Linked DNA regions of Mus musculus: regions 1 and 2 are each linked to region 3. A link is a contact called in public Hi-C and promoter capture Hi-C data. All regions are on one chromosome and are shown on one strand. The core of a region is the stretch at or near the end of the contact, and the rest is flanking DNA. Distances in the headings are between cores, read along the strand shown.

Evidence for each region. Promoter capture Hi-C pulls out the DNA fragments that hold promoters and counts their contacts. Hi-C and Micro-C count contacts between places; a contact is called where the count stands out from the background.
Region 1: a contact with region 3 is called in a Hi-C map of embryonic stem cells, with 9 times the contacts expected there. The contact joins the enhancer-like site here to the promoter of Slc29a3 in region 3. A contact is called at or near these places in 21 of 39 promoter capture datasets (the 3T3-L1 cell line, 3T3-L1-derived adipocytes, the C10 cell line and 12 more), 5 of 15 datasets of contacts at CTCF or cohesin (embryonic stem cells, large pre-B cells, liver and 2 more), 202 of 484 Hi-C or Micro-C datasets (the 3T3-L1 cell line, 3T3-L1-derived adipocytes, the 63-12 cell line and 102 more), 43 of 115 datasets of contacts at active chromatin or transcription factors (the 230-238 cell line, the HPC-7 cell line, the NIH/3T3 cell line and 27 more) and 4 of 9 other capture datasets (adipose tissue, embryonic stem cells, liver and 1 more).
Region 2: a promoter capture Hi-C map of the HPC-7 cell line shows a contact between it and region 3, with 7 times the contacts expected there. The contact joins the enhancer-like site here to the promoter of Slc29a3 in region 3. A contact is called at or near these places in 2 of 39 promoter capture datasets (the HPC-7 cell line and liver), 1 of 15 datasets of contacts at CTCF or cohesin (embryonic stem cells), 45 of 484 Hi-C or Micro-C datasets (8-cell embryo, B cells, the Ba/F3 cell line and 25 more), 11 of 115 datasets of contacts at active chromatin or transcription factors (the SCID.adh cell line, T-cell acute lymphoblastic leukemia, bone marrow-derived dendritic cells and 4 more) and 2 of 9 other capture datasets (embryonic stem cells and liver).

The regions. Positions count from the first base shown.
Region 1 is chr10:60,535,217-60,537,916 of GRCm38.p6, forward strand. The region is part of intron 7 of Cdh23 (cadherin 23 (otocadherin)); the gene reads right to left. Among named protein-coding and RNA genes, the nearest start is that of Gm17455, 140 kb to the left of the region's middle. Within about 2 kb of position 1,400, at least 26 of the 459 cell types and tissues checked have an H3K27ac peak or open chromatin away from gene starts, as enhancers often do. A contact at or near this core is called in the AtT-20 cell line, differentiating embryonic stem cells, embryonic stem cells and 1 more, where this site is marked.
Region 2 is chr10:60,600,224-60,602,923 of GRCm38.p6, forward strand. All of the region lies in intron 4 of Cdh23 (cadherin 23 (otocadherin)), which reads right to left. Among named protein-coding and RNA genes, the nearest start is that of Gm51803, 86 kb to the right of the region's middle. Within about 2 kb of position 1,403, at least 7 of the 459 cell types and tissues checked have an H3K27ac peak or open chromatin away from gene starts, as enhancers often do. A contact at or near this core is called in the HPC-7 cell line, where this site is marked.
Region 3 is chr10:60,751,452-60,754,151 of GRCm38.p6, forward strand. It overlaps Slc29a3 (solute carrier family 29 (nucleoside transporters), member 3), which reads right to left and starts at 1,331. Exons shown (of 6, transcript NM_023596.3): 1 at 1,283-1,331. The coding sequence starts at 1,283.

The DNA.
Region 1 (2,700 bases), core at 150-2,649, 220 kb before region 3:
ACTGACAGTTAATATGCTACTTTCTGTAACTCACCATCCCTGTCCGTACACCTCGGCCAGTTCTCACCCTTCCCTCACGGCCTGTAGTGCCACAGGCCCTGTCTGCCCTGCCTTGGATGGTGTCTGGCACACAGGCTAAGCAGTAAACACCTGTGAGCACAAGGGCACATCTCAGCAGCATTAGGCGCTATATTCTGAATGTCTGCCTGTACCACCCACCCATCCACCCTCATCTCCGCAGCACTGGCTCATCATTGGCTGTGCAGATTTCTCTACACGGTAGAAAGCTCTGGACACGTTGGAGAAAACACGCTCTTTGCGGGGGGGGGGGGCACAGAGAGGGCAGCTGGTCTAAAGCTATACAGCGAGAAGGTGGGTGAGCAAGGCCTTGGGTTCAAGTACTGCTGATTCTAGGCACATGATCCCAACAGTTACATCAAAGGCTTCCCTTCCACACTGGCATTGGCTGTGCTGTGCCAACCAGAGCTTCTAGAGAGCACAGCCACTGAGTTACTAAGGTCCTATGTAAGCTGGTCATTTCTTTATTGGCCACCAAGTATGGGGCTACTGGGATATCCCCCAGAAATCTGCTGATGGGAACAGGAGACAGGCAACAGGAAGCCCCTCTCCTGTTCGCCATTTATGGCTCCCCAGTAGCTCTGGGATAGAACATCCCACGAAGACTGGTCCTCAATTATCCTTCATGCATTTCCTAGATGCTTGGAGTCATTTGTACTGCCCCAACCCAGCAGTTCCTACACACCTCTCTCCCCATCCTAGCTTCTTTCCCTTCAAAGAGAAGCAAGTCTGTTGAGGGCCAGAGTGGATAACTTCCAGCATTCAGGCATGGCCAGAACATCGGTTGGAATCCCAGCCTCACTGTGTGTCTTTGGGTTAGTTACTTAAGCTCTCTGTTCCTTCCTCCTCATTCCATAGGCTAAAGGTAATACTATCTCATTGGGTCAGTGTGAAGAGGGCAGACCTACAGCTTTACTAATATAAACTTTCGAGCCTGTAAGTACCCAGAAGGAAAAAGCTATGGTTGTCCTATCAGATCTCTTCTTGTACTGTACAGGCAGGGCCACCTAAGGGCAGGACAGGGAGGTCTCAAGAGACACAGTAAGTGTTACTGGCACCATGCTGGGCACTTCCTGTCTGCCCCACCTCCCCTCACCGTCCCACCTCCCCACATAGCCCCGCCCCCCCCCCCCCCCCTCATTCCCCATCTCACCCTGGTTTAGGCTGCTCTGCCTCCATACCTTAGGATAGATAGCCTGCTCTGCCTAGCCTGTTTGCGCCAGACCTCAACTGACTTGTTTAGGGCGTTCTGATTACCAACCAGGAGTGTGAGAGGGACTGGCAGGAGCTCAGAGGGAAGAAAGCCTGAATACTAGGCTCCACCCCTCCAGCGCCCACCCTGTAGCCCCGCCCACCGGGCGGGGCTCTGAAACCGTGCTTCCTTCTCTTCCCGTGGAGCCTTTGCGGAAGGCAGTGTATCCCTTCTTGGCCTGCCCCCGGATCCTTCAACAGCCCTTATCTTCTTCCACCCATTAGATTTTCCGTGTGTGTCTGTCAAAGATCCTTGCTCCACAGCCTGGGGTGCTACTTACTGGGAGGCGGAAGAGCACTTTCCCTTCCTCCCATCCCCTCCCCGTCTTCCTGGTTCTTGACCACCACGAACTGAGTACGAGTTCAAAGCCCATGATTCCCTCCATGATGTCCTAAGTCACCACAGGCCGAGCAGCTATGAGCAGAACCCTCTTAGGCTGTGAACCCAAATAAACCTTCCCTTCCTTTAAGTCAATTTCTTTCTTCACTCTCTTCACATGCACATGCCTACCTATGTGGCCACATTTGGATGTGATTGTGTGCGATTGTGTGCACCTGAGTCCTGGTGTGTACGCATGTGTGCGCGCGCGCATGGAAGGGCAGAGGCTGGAACTAGTGCTTCCTCAATCCCTTTCTATTCTTTAAGACCGGATCCCTCAGTGAACCTGGAGTTGATACTTTCAGGTAGATTGGCTACGATCCTCCTGCCTCTGCCTCCCCCGCCCCAGGGTTATAGTCACATGAGGCCACATCTATTTTTTTTTTTTAAGCTTTACGTTGTTGCTGATGGGGAGAAAACTCAGGTCCTCATGTATATGTAGGGAGCCATTCATTTCTCCAGCCTTCTTTTTTTTAAAAAAAATTATTTATTATATTTATTCTGCCTGCATGCCAGAAGAGGACATCAGATCCCAGTATAGATGGTTATGAGCCACCATATGGTTGCTGGGAATCAAACTCAGGACCTCTGGAAGAAGATCCTCTTAACCTCTGAGGCATCTCTCCAGCCCTCTTATTCTGTCTCTCCAGCCTTTCACAGTCCTGGACATGGACTAATACAATACCCTCTTGAAAGTGGGCACTTCACTGACACACTTTTATTGGGGCTACCTAAGAAGATCTCTTCTGGTGGAGCCCTGATGATCACAGTCACCTGCAAATCTACAGCTACAAGACAGAGCTCCCCTGGTGCAGGACCCAATGAAGCCAGACTTCCCCCACGATGTCCCCTCAGCCTCCCCAGTCCCCTCTGAAGCACACAAGTGTCCAGACACATTTCAGAGACGCCAGCCTCATACAGCACACAGCTCAGCAATACGGCCCCACTGGTCGCCAGCTCCTGAGGCCTTACCTCAGATAGATGGCCTTTCA
Region 2 (2,700 bases), core at 153-2,652, 150 kb before region 3:
CAAGCCGCCCCAACTGGCAATCTTTGGTCATGCCGTCCCTACAGAAATCCAGTCTGTCTGTCTGTCTGTCTGTGGGACTTGGCTCTACCCCAGGCCCCCCGGATCATTCTTTACCAGATTACCATCCTGGCTGGAAGACCCTGGGGTGGTGCGCATGTCCCACATAGCCATTGGTCCCCACCTGAAGGTGACAGGATGTTGGATGCAGAATACTTGGTGTGGTTTAAAGAAAAAGTTTTGGTGGGCTAGGGTTACAGATCAGCTGATAGAGCACGTGCTTGTCTAGCATGCCCTAGGCCTGGGGTTCAATTCCCAGCATACCATGAACCATGTGTGGTAGTACATGCTTCTAACCCCAGGACCTGGGAGGTGGAAAGAGGAAGACTGGAGTTCAAGGTCATCCTTGGCTACACAATGAAGTCAGTCTGGGCTACAGGAACCCCCCCCTTCACATACACACACACACACACACACACACACACACACACACGCACGCACACACGCACGTGCTCACGAGCAAAGCAACCATCTCATAAAATTAAGCACCTTCACTATTCAAAGGGTACAACCTGGTCTCCTCCCATCCATTCACGGTGAGCAACCATCTTCCATCATCTCCCCGGAGGAAACCTGGTACCTGTCACAAAGTTGCTTCTCAGCTCCTAGACTGCACACTTTGATCTCTGGGACCTGCCTGCTCTGGATGTTCACATCAACAGAACCACAACAACAGTCTGTGGCCCTGTGTGTGGCTCTCAGATAGTATCACTGGTCCATGCTGGTGACTGTGTTAGAGCTCTGCTCCTTTGGATGGCTGATGAATCTTCTAACACATCATGCTCATAGGCTCCTCCATCAACAGAGGTCTGGGTTATTTCCTGCTCTGGGCTGTGAATGCTGCACATCCATGTATAAGACAGTGTTTGAATTCTCATTTCACTTTGTCTCTCGAATGCTTAGGAGTGGATCTGCTAAGCTATAGATTTACTCCACATTAAACTTATTGAGACGTCATCCCATGGCCTTGGATGGTGCCTGCACTATTTTCTGTTCCCACCAGCAGTGGCTAAAACTGGAGTTCTTGTTCGTGGTAGGGCATCCAGGGATTCACAGTTCCTGGAGGTTCTGATGATGGTGTGAAAGGGGCTGGGAAGATGATCACAGCAGCTTCAGTTGATACTGTGTCTCCCTCGGTGCAGCACACACCCCAGCCTAGCCTCCAACGGTCAGACTCCACAGTTCTTTGCCAGAGTCAGCTCATGCAACACACAGGCCAGAAGGACCAGGGAACTGATTGATACCCCTGGTGTTGGGACTCAGTGACGGGCCGTGGACGGTGACAAAGATAAATGCTGTGGTCTCAGTGTGCCCTCTAAAGCTTGTGAGTTAGAAGCTAACCCCTATCTCCTAATTGCTGCCACTGGGGGATGAGGCCTTCAGGAAGCAGTCAGAAACCAGACGGGGTGAGGCCCGTGCAAAGGCACTAACGGCTTCACAAGAAGTTGATAGCCCTGAGCTAGCACTTTGTCTCTCTCACCACATTCATCATCGTGATATGATGCGGGGTGAAGACCCTCACCATATATGGGCACCAGCCTCCAGAACTGCGCTATGAACCTCCCTTCTTTATAAGTTAGCCAGTCCGTGTGGTTACTCTATTACAGCGGCAGGAATTCCAACCTTCCTTGCCTCATATCCCTGCCCCTTTCCCAGGGTTCCTGGGCTCTCCCCTTAGTCAACCACCTGGCTATGATGCTGTGGACAATCACCCAGGCTCCTTTCATACCATCATTAGAGCCCCCCAGCACCTGTCAATCACTGGACGTCCTACCACGAACAAGAACGCCAGCCTCAATCAATCCATCACAAGGTCTGTTTCTGAGAAAAACCCCAAAGGCGTGCATCTGAGCCATGGTGAATGCTTGCTACTGCGGGACGCTGCTGGTCCAGCTGGCTGGTGGGGTGCTAAGGACACAAACTCCTAGACAGTGTCCCCTCCTCTCTCTTCAGGAGACGGATGTGCAGCCATGTATAGAAGCCCCAGAGTGGTTTATTGCAGACCCATATTCAAATATTTAACAATGGGCGCAGCACAGGAATCTACCAATCCGAGCGGACGCTGGCTATAAACAACCGAGCTCTGAGTGCTTGCACGTAAGTCAGCCTGGTTTATGGCTCCCGCTTTAGATGCAGAGAGGGACTGCTCCAAGTCTGGCATGATTTAATGGCTCAGACTCAGGCCTCTTGGCTCAATCAGTACAGCCAGTGGCGTCTCTGCATTTGGCCTCCCTCCCTTGCTGGGAAGGGTCACCCTACTGAGCCAGCCAGCTCCACTCTGTGCCGAGCCAGGCTGGGGCCCTGTCTAACCTTGGGGCAGAAGGACATTAAAAACTGAGGTACTTAGTCCACGGAAAACCCACAGCCATAACAGTTTCCACAATGGTGGAATAGCTCAAGGAGCCACGGATAGATGGATAAGCAAAACACAGCCTGGGCAGCCAATGGATCATCGAGTTCTGGGAAAGAAGGGGATGCAGACGATTGCTTGCTCCAGCATGGATGAACCTTGAGATGCTGCGCTAAGTGAAATAAGCTAGCCATACAGTGACAGATGAACAACACACAATCCCACTTCTCCCCAGTACCTCGTGAAATGGAATGCCGATGTTCAGAGGCTGGGAAGGATGGAGTAGGGGGACT
Region 3 (2,700 bases), core at 81-2,580:
ACAGTCACGCTGTCTGGATGCCCTGGGGGGGGGGGGGGGTTTCCCTAACCTCATCTCCCTCCCCCAACCCCCAGGGATAATCTGGGAATGTGACTCCATCTGCTGGTTCCAAGTCCCCATAGCCCTCCCTCTTGAAGGCTTCCTGCAGCAAGAAGCTATGAGCAGAGACAAACAAGGGGAATGCCCCTCATCAGCACTGCTGGATAAACAGATCCCTGACTATTGCAGCGGAGCCCTGGCTCAGGCAGGCCAGAGGTTCTACAGTGTCCTAGCAAGCTGAGCAGACCCCTCTACAGCCTTAATTCACACAAAGACCAAAGAGGACCATGCAAGGACCTAGACAGGGCCATCCATGCAAACGTGCTTTAAATTATTGTTTGTTTTTTAAATATAAACAGAATCTAGAGAAATGTTTCAGCAGTGAAGAGCGCTTGCTGTTCTTTCAAATGACCCGTGTTCAGTTCCCAGCACCCTAGTCAAGTAGCTCAGCTACTTTTAACTCCTGTTCCAGGGAATTCTATGCCCTCCTGTAGCTTTTGTGGGCACCTGAAAGAACTGCACATACCCACACAAAGGCACACATATGTACACGTATTTTCTTTTTTAGTGTGAAAGATAATCATGAAGCATCAGAGAACTGGCAAGGACCTGTTCCATTTCCAGAAGTTCAGGCTAGGAGGGTGGGCGCACGGCTCAGCGGCTCAGTGTGGGTCACCCAGACCCACACAGGTCTGAAGTCCCTTCTCAGCTACTGTGTCTATTCATCAAGGACTACTCAGCCTTGACCAAGCATCTGAAGTTGCCAGGGATCTTCTCTAACCAGGTCACGGGCGGTGCAGTGGACTGAGCAACGCCTTATTACTCTTTATAAAAGGTAGCTGTGGCTTTGGATGAATAGAGAAAGACAAAGAAAGGAGAGGAGGCGGAGAACCTCCCGGGGCCAAGCTGTCCCTGCCTCTGACTGGGGTCCTGGGGTAAGGACCAGTCAGAGCTGGAAAGGGTAGGAGTCTGGGGACTGAGAACATGTCTGGCCAGCCCGTGTGCCACGATGGCTCCTGTGGACACAGGCTGGGGTCCAAGAGCGAGCCTGGCAGTAGGCTAAGACAAGTCCTCGCTGCAGAGGCAGCTGTGGCATCCGATCCGGACCCGCAAAGCCTTCTGGATCTTTCGGGCCGACCTGTCCCCACACGCGGGACCAGAGAAGAGTGTGGAGGAGAGGCCAGGCTCAGCCTCGGGAAGGGAAGACCCAGCCAAGCATGGGGGCCGCTGCACCCGCACTTACTGTCGCTGCCGCTGCTACCTCCACCAGGTCCAAGGCGCTGGGCCACTGTGACCAGAGCTCAGCCAGGCCGGGCTCCGCCCTTGTCCTCCCAGCCCCGCCCTCCTTTTCTCAGCTCACCACGCCCCGTTCAGCGCTTCCGGGTTTGCCGACTCCTCCCTCTGGCCCCGCCCCCACGCGCGCCTCTTCCTGGCCTACGGCAGTAACTGCAGGCGTCCAATTGCAAAGTGAAAAAAGTGTGGCTTTGGAACAGGTCCTGCCTGACTCCCTATTGGTATCCACCGCCTCATTCCCTAGGGTGCCCCACAGCCCCCTGCTCCCCCTCAATACTTCCAGAGCAGGATGTACCAGCAAGATGAACTTGGCCTCCCAGCCTAGGTGGAGAGCCGCAGAGAGAGCTTGAAGCTATTTGGTGGCAGTGAGCGAGGCCAGAGTGAGCAGATTTGTGTTGGAGGGGCAATCCAGATGCCACATCTGCAGAAGAGAAACTTTTGGGAGACTCTGAGATCAAAGTTCAGGAGAGAGCTGAAGATGGCTCCTGTACAGCTCCGAGTGCAGAGTGGGGGTTACGGAACCGATGTGCTTTGTTTTTGTTTTCTTTTTGAGAGAGAGAGAGAAAAGTGGGGAACCTAAGGAAACACCCAAGAGTGGCAGAAGTTTGGGCTTCCTTTCTACCCAATCCCTTACCACTGGGGGGTGACTTCCTCCGCTGCCCTGCAGGGGACGTGTAGGTGTCACCTACCACCCGCACTTGGGAGGCTCTGGGGTTTAGGCTCACCTTAGCTACATAGTGGTCAGCCCAGGTTACTTGAGACCCTGGCGGCGTTAGGGTTGGAGTATACATGCCTGCGCTGTCCTTACAGATCACCTGAGGAGAGGAGGTAAGGACAGGAGGGGAAAAGAAAGAGGCAGAGTAGGAGTTGGCTGATGTCCTGCGCTAGACCAGAGAAAACGTGGGCACAAGCAAGGCTGGTGTGGGCCAGTCCCAGAGACCAGCTGGGGACTTACTGATGCCAAAGCTTAGTAGGCTTCTTTTCATAAGTGTGAAGGGGGAAAAAATAGAATTTTCTCTACCCATCATGGTTCCTAGTTGGCAAAGGATCCCTAATATCAAACACAGAAGAAAAACAACAGGCTTTTAATAATGTGTAACACAGACACACACACACTTGCCCACTCACACACATACACATGCACACTTTTAGACACACTCACATATATGTATACATGCACCCATGCACACATGTACATATGCACACACATCAGACATGCATACCCACATACACACGTGGGTGAGGCTCAGAGAAATGAGTAAATCTCAAAACATGGCCTAAATACCAGCCTCAACTGCAAGGGGAACACGTGAGGTCTGGAATTCGGCTCTGTGGGAGAGCAGAAGCTAGCATGCTCCAAGCCGTGGG